Linked DNA regions of Triticum aestivum: region 1 is linked to region 2. The links are chromatin contacts, called in public Hi-C maps. All regions are on one chromosome and are shown on one strand. The core of a region is the stretch at or near the end of the contact, and the rest is flanking DNA. Distances in the headings are between cores, read along the strand shown.

Region 1 (4,525 bases), core at 1,555-4,054, 220 kb before region 2:
CCAGGTAAATGTAGAAACGATCTTCAATCTGCAAGGGTCTCCAAGAATAAGATGTCGTTACGGAAGCACAAGAAATACTTAGCTCAGCATACTGGGGAACTTACAGTGTCACTGCCATAATACTGAACTATGTTTTCATGTTTAAATTGACTTAGGAACTTTATTTCCTGAAATATATGAATATAGATCAGCAAAGGCAGCTTGTAACTTGCATGTAAATCATTATCAAGGATAAAAGGCAAATACTACATTGTAATAATAAACACCAATTCTCAGAAAGGTGCTACACTAGAGTGTTCTAGATACTAAGTTCGTCTGTGTTGAAGATCACAAGTATTTCAATGAGCACATGGCATACTACTGTCATATTTAATTGTTGGAAGAAGCACAATAAACTGAAGCAGCTAAGACTTGATTATCAGAATAAGAAATTCAATAGGAAAAATAACATATGAAAGATTCCCAAAGAACCAATGGAACTGATTGAAAAGAGGGTCAAATTCCCTGTTTTTGCAACAAAATCCAGCATGCACTTTCTTCAGATAATAAGTCAAATTTGATAACCTGCTCCAGTTGATTCAACGACTCGGCAGATTTAGCATCATCAGGAATTATGTTGACCTCTTTCATTGCACAAAGAGCTCCAGTGTTCCTACAAGCAAATGTCAGTACACAAACATCCAGAAGTCAACGAAGTAATAGTCACAATGATATGGAGAATACACTTCCATACCTATTGGTAGCTTCATATACACAGCCAAATGTACCACTACCTAGAAGTTTTCCTTTTTGCCACTGACAAGACACCGAAGGCATTTCAACTTTTGGAGCAGGCTGGTTGCTGAAAGATGTTTGCATTGGGCTTATAGCACTAGGAGGAAGTGGTAATGGATGCAAACTAGCACTTCCATTGACTTCAGTACGTGAAATTTGGTTTTCTGGGAATAACTTTGGGAGTGGCGATGGAGGGGCACTGGTATTCCTTGGCATAAGAATAGGACTTCTGAATGTACTAGAGTAAGGAGATGGCTCTGAAGCCCCTGTAAGTTTTTCAGGCGAAGTCCGAGGAGATAAAGCTCCCAGAAAATCAATAGTGTGGATCGATGGAGCTGACCATGCTTGAGGAGCATGAGAAGATGCCACAGTAGATGAGACGTCAGCATTGCTCAATCTTGGAGGGCTGCCTACGGGACTGGAAAATCCACTGGTTGGAGCACTTCTAGTTGGAATGTTCAAACGGAAGTTCCCTGTTTCAGCTGAACTCTTATCCTGGAACTTGTCACGGAGTGCTTTTCGGTGGTGACTAGAGGTAGACCGCTTTGTACCATTTGAGCAGAAATCATTATGTTCAGGGAACTTTTGCACAGTCTGACCTGTCACCCTGCAACCACATGATTAGTAAGAACCCGGAAATGATGCAAGGAACAATGCAAGTTTAGATACAGATTTCTTTCAAGCTTAAAAACAATATGGAGTATATCATTAAAAGTAGAGAGGGAAAGGACCGGTCAGCAAATGAGACTTAATAATGCAACTAATTTGCTAGTAACAGCAGCGGATCCTACCACCCAAGTCATTCTGGTTACCCCACAATTTTTGTTCTTCAGTCAGATGTCATAGCGTACGAACGGAGGTAAACCATTGATAAGAACTGCAATAACACCATCTCCCAACCAGGAACATTCTAGTTCAGAGAATGTTCTGACTTCTGAACTCCTGTCCCTTCATTTCTAACCTACAATAAATACAAGCAGTGGCCAAACAATCATAGCAGGCTTTCGACTATTAGCTACTTCTACCTGTAGATGGTTGGATTGCAACCCCACCTATCTTTCACCTCAATGTAAATCCTGAAGAGATTCATCTATATTGCAATGGCTGGATGGTGTAATGAAAAAACAGAAGGTAGTATAATTCACTGCAATCCTTGTACTAGCTTCCTACACATGTCAATCCCATTAACAGGTCGCAAATTGTTTACGTGATAAAAGATCATAATTCTACCGTCGTTTCCTCAGCTCAGCGATCACGTTCAATCACACGACGGCACACAATTCGGAGCAGTCGACGATAGGGAAAATAAGATATCGTAAGTTGCAACGATTTTTATTTATTCATGATGAATCAACATTACCTCGGTATTTGCAACGACGCCCTCTCGTTCCCGCCTTCCGCGACCCCCGCCGAGTCCGTCGTCTCCAGCTCTGCGGGGGGCTTCGGTGACGGTGACGGCAACGGCAGCGGGTGCAACACGGGGGACGACGCGGACCTCGGAGGCGGAGCTACCACCCCGTCCGCGGCGTTGGAGGACCTCGAGATCGGGGGACCGAGGCCGACGGCATCGGATGCGGAGGCGCGCCCCCTGGCGTGCGGCGGCGAGGAGGAGGACGCGACGTCGATGCCGAGGTCGGCGAGCAGCGCGTCGATATCGTAGACGTGGCGCAGCTTCCGCTGTCGCGTGAGCTGGCGCGGCTGGCGGTGTGGCCGCGCGAGGAGGAGGTCCCCGGCGTCTTCGGACCCCGCGCGTCGCGTCTGTGAGCGCGAGGTGGACGCCCGCGCGGGGGAGGCCGGGGCGGAGGAGGCGGCGGTGGTGGCGGAGCGGCGGAAGGCGGTCTTGGAGCGCTTCCACCACGATGGCATCACGGGGGCTCGCGACGAGAGGCTGGCCGTGGGAGTGGGGTTAATGGCATCGGAGGCGGAGAGGAGGTAGACGGAGACGACGACGACGACGACCACCTCCTCCCAGAAAAAAAAATCAACTTTTTTTTTGGGTGGTCTGTCGTTGTGATGTGCGGCGTTTTCGGGAGGGAAAAGAATGGAACGCACGCGGCATCCAGGAAGAAGGAAGTCTTTTCAGTCAACTCGCGCCAGGGAACCCGTCCACTGCTTTTTTCCATTTTTGCCACTGATGGCTAAGAGAAGCTAGATATATGAAATGAAAGGAGGGTCCGCATGAGTTTGGCGATTGGCCACTGCTAGGCGCCGGCGCACCGGTCCAACCTTTCGGCCGGTCGGCCCCTAGCTGTCTGATTGCCTTTCGTGGAACCGTTCGATGTAGCCTATTGGTTTTCTTTCTCCTCCTCCACCACACTGGGTCAACGCATATCGCTCCTCTCTCTCTCCGCTAACCTTAACTCATCTCACATGTGTCGTCCGCACGCCTAGCCTCCCGTCGTCGGTTACAGCACTGTCGCGAGCCCCGCAGCCTCTCGCCGCTCGGCCGTCGGGGATTGCAACACGGATGCGGCAGGGACTCGATCTTCTGCTCTCTGTGATTGCAGCTCTACCCCGGTTCCGGCGCGTGGCGCCATGATTGCAATACTTCCGACAACCATCCACATCTGCTTCGCCCTCGCTGGCTTCCACCGTCGGTGGTCAGCAAAAAAGAACAAAACTCACAACAAGAAAAATGGTGTCTCTGGTCGTAACAAATCACAAACACGGTTCCAACAAAACACATCGCAGGTTCCAGAAAAAAAATTCATGCCTCCGCCACCGGCGGTCCACAAAAATACATCTCGATGATCCAGCAAAAAATGTACCTGTTGTAGCAAAATAAAAAGGCAGCTGTAGGAAAAATGATTGTTCTTGCCACCGCCCAAAAAATCATGTCTCACCGCCGGCGGTCGCAACAAAAAATACATCTCGACGATCCAGCAAAAAAACTTACCAGATGTAGGGAAAAAAAGGCGGTTGGAGCAAATTGACTGGGCTGGTCGTCCGCATCATGTTGATGTAGCTTTTTTGCCAGCCGGTTCTAGCAAAAATCCACGCTGGTTGCAGCACTGGTCACCTCCGGTTGAAGCTCGTCGTTGAGCTCCACCTCGCCGCTTGTAGCAGCTAGTCACGCCGTTTTGCAGCTCGCGCCGTGCTGGTTGCAGCTCGCTAGGCATGGTTGCAGAAGCCCCTGCTCGCCACCGTCGTAGCACTGTCGTCATGGGTTGTAGCACTCGCCGCCGTGGTTGTAACACCTCCTTGCACGGCCGCGCAGGAGGAGGGCGGCGCTCGCCGGAGCAGCGCGCGCGGGGGGGGGGATGGGTAGAGATGGCCGTTCGCCGGTGCAGTGCGGGGCAGGTCGTGGGCGAACGCTCGCCGGAGAAGCGCAAGTTTGTTCTGATTTGGGGGAAGAGATGTGCGGCGTTGCCTGACTGAAGAGATAAGGAAGAAGATGTGGCACGATCTGCGGGCCCAGAAGGTACGCGCGAGGGACGTGGCACAGGTGGAGTCGAGAGATCGCGAGGCATCGAACGATACGTGTGCGTCCGGCCGAAACTTCAACCGGCATGCCGGCTCCAAACGTTTTCCTTGGCATTTTGGAGCTCGGCATTTATGGAGGCTGGATTTTTTTATTCTTGAATACGCAGAACTGTGCGTATCATTTCCGCAGCACCAGGTAAGAATTCCATACTTTAACAATTAGTGGATGATATTTTGAAGGGAGAAATCCGCTTTAAAGAAAAAGATCTTTACTTTACACAATCTCGATTTGAATTATCATTTGGTGAACCGAACATCTCGGAAAAAG
Region 2 (4,238 bases), core at 1,151-3,650:
TCTTCGAAATTGCCGCTCACTTAGAATAGATATCATCTGCAAGGTAGTAGCCCATGTTGTAGTCCTTCCCGTTGACACTATATTTGCTCGCGGCGCTTTTTCATTGTAAAGGCTCCTGAACATGAGAGATCGTTGGAGCACATTCACATTATTGTGATAACTAGACAAGCTAAAGAAAGCATGCAAAATCCAAAAGTCCTTTGACGTCATTGCTTCGAATATGATGTGTAACCTTGGCACATCTTGCGCAAACCTTTGGGAAAGTTCTTCCATTACCAATGCATGCAATCAATTGAGCCAAGCATACCTGAAAAGCCTCGTGCCGCTCCAATAGCCATCAACTTTTCTGTATCTTGCACATGTGGTTCTCTCATATATTCTTCTCCAAACACCCGCACCATGGCATGGGCAAATCTCACAGGGCTCTTCAAGCATGTGCTCTCCCCTATCCAGACCATCTCACCAATGGCATCGGCACGGTACCTAGTGCAAGCATCTTACATAGTAGTCATGCATTTCTGCTTATTATTGAATGAGAGTTCTTTGCAACAATTCCTGATGAGGTTGAAGTAGGAATTATGTGCCTCAACTCCCTCCACGCGCAAGAACAAGCGTTTGCGCATACGGAAGCGTCAACGAAACCATGTATCCGGGAATGTTGGTTCGGGTTGGAAGTAGTCCTTGTAGCCTTGTACAACATTCATGCTCCACTGACCCTATTCCTGTTCAAAACTCTTCTCCCTTTGGTCGAACCCTTGAAGTTCAAAATGTGCACCACCTCCCTGTCCATTTCCTCTTGAATGCTCATGATCATCAACATCTCGACATCCTCGCACACACAAACCTCGAAACTAACGGGCCGAGCTATGTAGATGCGTAGTGGTAGAGTTTTGGTGATCAACTAGTTGAAAGGTACCCCACAGGGAGCACTTTTCCTAGCGTGGGAGCGCCCCATCGCGCCATGTGGCACGTCTCAGCACCATCAAGTGGCGCGCGGTGAGCGCTTACCCAATGGGCTTTTATTTGTGTGTTTTTTGGGGGGGGGGGGGGTAATTTTGTCCTTTTGGTTTATCTAAAAAATGTGTTTCAGGCTGTTTGGCCGGTTGCTCAGGCCGTTTTTTGTTTTATGCTCTTTCGTTGATTTTTACCTTGTTTTGGTTTGGTTTTTCTTCTCTTAACATGAATATTTTTAAAATATCTATTTTTGAAAAAAATTATTACTGAAAAATGAGTTTTTATTTTTAAAATAAATCCCGAGAAACTTCTTAAATTTTGAATATTTTTTAAACTTGTGATTATTTTTGAAATTAATAACATTTTTTAAAAAATACCTGAAATTTTTGATCTATTTTGAAGTCACGAATTTTTCAAATCTATAAGAATAACATAGCCGGTTTTGTCAAACAAATGGAAGTTTTTGTAATGAGGGAGCGAGAGAAAAAAACGAAGTGAGTTAGAGCGAGCGACTGCTATATTTTTCTGGGCCGTCACGTTAAAAGTGGGCTCTGCGGTAGCGCTAGTTCTAGCTCCTTTGCCGCTAAACAGGAGAGGTCCTATAGGACGCTCATGAGTGGTAAACAGCCTAGCCTTCGCACAGGTGCGATCAGACGGGACAGCACATTTGGAATGCAACAGAGCACTGTAGTGATGAGAACTGGACACTGTAGCAAAGGGTCGGTTTCTGTTGAACATTTTCTTCAAATATGAATATTCTTTGAAAGCGCCATTTTTTGGAAAATTTTGAATATTATTTGAATACTTGAACAATATTTGAAATTTTTTAGCAGTTTTTTAAATTGTTCAGTATGTGTTTAAAAAAGTTAAGTATATATTAAAAAACGTTTGTCCTATATTGAAAATGGTTCACTGTACTTTAAAAAAATGTTCAGTGAGTATATTGTTTTCAATCATATAATTAAAAAAGTTCATTGTATTAAAAAATGTTCAGTTTGTATTGAAAAATGTTCACCGTATATATTGCCAAATCTAAAAAAAGAAAATGTGCAAAATGAAAACAATTAGCAAACCAAATCTGAAAAAGAGAAATATATACTCGCAAAAAAGAGAAATATAGAAAAACAAAAATAAAATCGAAACAAAAAACAACACACACACACGAAAAACGAAACTGCCGAAAAAGGCCGGCCTGTCTCGAGGCATATAGGATTGACCACTAAATAGGACCTCCCGACGATCCTCCGTCGTGTTGGCTCCTCCGATGATCTTATTCCGTCTCTGCAGCTATGACGGCGACGAAACAATCACAGCGAGGGGGAAACTGCAAACTGAGAGTAGTTCCAACAAAGAATTAACAGCGACTTGTGGGCATGCGCATCCCTGTCGATGCAAATTGCGTGAATATGCTCTGCTCTGCAAAGCAGAATCGAATCTGCGCGAATCCACTGTGGACCGTGGTAGATAGCGACCTATGTCTATGTATGTATTGTACTGTACGCATCCAGAGGTAGATATGTAGTTGTGGTGCCGCTCATGTATACATACTCAACTGTTGCAGTTTCTGTTGGTATTTGCGTACGGCCTTAATAAGTTTGTTCGGAATATTCTTCCGCATTCAGGGGAAGAGATCCGTAGTTCTAGGCTCCAGCCAGCATGTGGGGCAAAGACAGCCTTGGCTCAGTGGTTGGGCATGTGGTTGTGCAGCCTAACGAGCCGTGTTTAATTTCAAGATTTTTTTTATGAAAAATTAATTCCTAGAATTGACAGATGATACACAGGGGTTTTCTCTCGTTTATTAAGGATCAAGCATGATGTGCGGTGCCTGCGGGCGCTGCTTCCTTTTAGAAGGCGTTTATGAGGCGTTTCTGCTCGCTCCACTATGCAAGAATGCTCGGGGGAAACCCTTGATCCTCAGGGATCAGGCGATGATGGCGACGTGTGTCGCACCTCTTGGGGCATCGTTCCAGAAGCTTCTTGCCTGCCAGAGGGACCAGTGATAGGTGGGGGATGTTGTTCGTGCTACTTGGTCGTGTCCGTCGGTTAGGCTTCTGTGGCAACGATGACGGCGGTGAGCATTGTCGGAGGTGTGGCATTGTTTGTGGTAGTCGGCTCTTCTTCGGCGTGTCTACAAGATTACCTCGGCTGCTTGTTGCTGTGAAGTCGAAGCTGCGGTCTGGGCCCCGTTGGCGTACGATGACGGGCGTCGTGTGGTCTGTTCGGCGATCTTCTCTGACGCCAGCCTTGCCTAATTCTCCATTGTCTCTTTGCCGGAGTCGGAGCTGCGTCATCCTATTGTGGGTGGATGGCGATCCGTCGTGTAAGTGTGGTGTTGTCTTGCAACCAATAGGGTTGCGGTTTTTCTTTTTCTTTGATCTTTGGATCCTCATGTTATTTTCCCGCTGCTTTCTGCTAAATCTAGTTGAAGCCAGCACTTTGCTGGATCTTTCAAAAAGCATGATGTGCGGTGGAACCTCTCGTCAAAAAACATCTTGATACTCATTTAAAAAAATGAAGAGAGCTAAAGCACATCTAGATGTGCTATAAGTATTGCACATCTAAGTCCTATGTCATTGATCTTATGTTGAGATTCGTGTAGATATTTCCTTTTTTCTCTTTCTCTTTATGCTTAATTCACTCACTTAGATGTGCAATAACTAGAGCACATCTAGATGTGCCCTAGACACACCCTTAAAAAAAATTAAGGACCATGTTTATCTTGATACTCATACAAAAATGGTTGTATGCATCTTTGGTTGGTGCAGAGTCCGAGAAGTGAAAATCTCTCCCATTTTAAGAGACTATTGGACTCCTGCACACAAGAGGTCGTCAAGGAATCCTGCACACAAGAAGACGTCAAGGAAGAGGATTGCTCATACCCCTCCTCCCCCGCAGGCCAACGCCGACCAGGGTCGGCATGCTGGAGCCGGTGACGGCGAGATCTCCGCGGCGCGGCTAGGGCGCCCGACCTGGGCCCAAATGGGCTTCAGCGGGCCGCTCCACACGCTATCATGCATCTCCGCTGATCCGGCGACGTCAAGCGGCTTCTGGGCTGGACCTGCAACACCAGGACGTCGGGGGCTTAGGCCCTGGATGCGGTGGTAATGGCCATCTCCTTCGCCGGAGGTGGTCGGCCTGATGCTAGATGGGCAGATCTCGAGATCCGTCATCTAGCTCCGGCTGCGAGTCAGGAAGACATAGTTGCCGGTGAAAAGCGAGCCGATGGCAGGCAATGGTGGCATTCTGTGTCGTTACCTTGATGAAGGCATCGTCGTGTAACTACT

What was found. A called contact is a pair of places that touch in the nucleus more often than the background predicts.
Region 1: a Hi-C map of leaf shows a contact between it and region 2, with 4 times the contacts expected there. The contact joins the promoter of LOC123052917 here to the enhancer-like site in region 2. A contact is called at or near these places in 2 of 5 Hi-C or Micro-C datasets (both in leaf).

Annotation. Positions count from the first base shown.
Region 1 is chr2D:317,964,722-317,969,246 of IWGSC CS RefSeq v2.1, reverse strand. It overlaps LOC123052917 (mitogen-activated protein kinase kinase kinase 5), which reads right to left and starts at 2,804. Exons shown (of 12, transcript XM_044476284.1): 1 at 2,135-2,804; 2 at 734-1,381; 3 at 565-652; 4 at 105-167; 5 at 1-28. The coding sequence starts at 2,640.
Region 2 is chr2D:317,739,868-317,744,105 of IWGSC CS RefSeq v2.1, reverse strand. No RefSeq gene overlaps it. Among protein-coding and RNA genes, the nearest start is that of LOC123052916, 73 kb to the right of the region's middle. Within about 2 kb of position 2,400, at least 1 of the 8 cell types and tissues checked has an H3K27ac peak or open chromatin away from gene starts, as enhancers often do. A contact at or near this core is called in leaf, where this site is marked.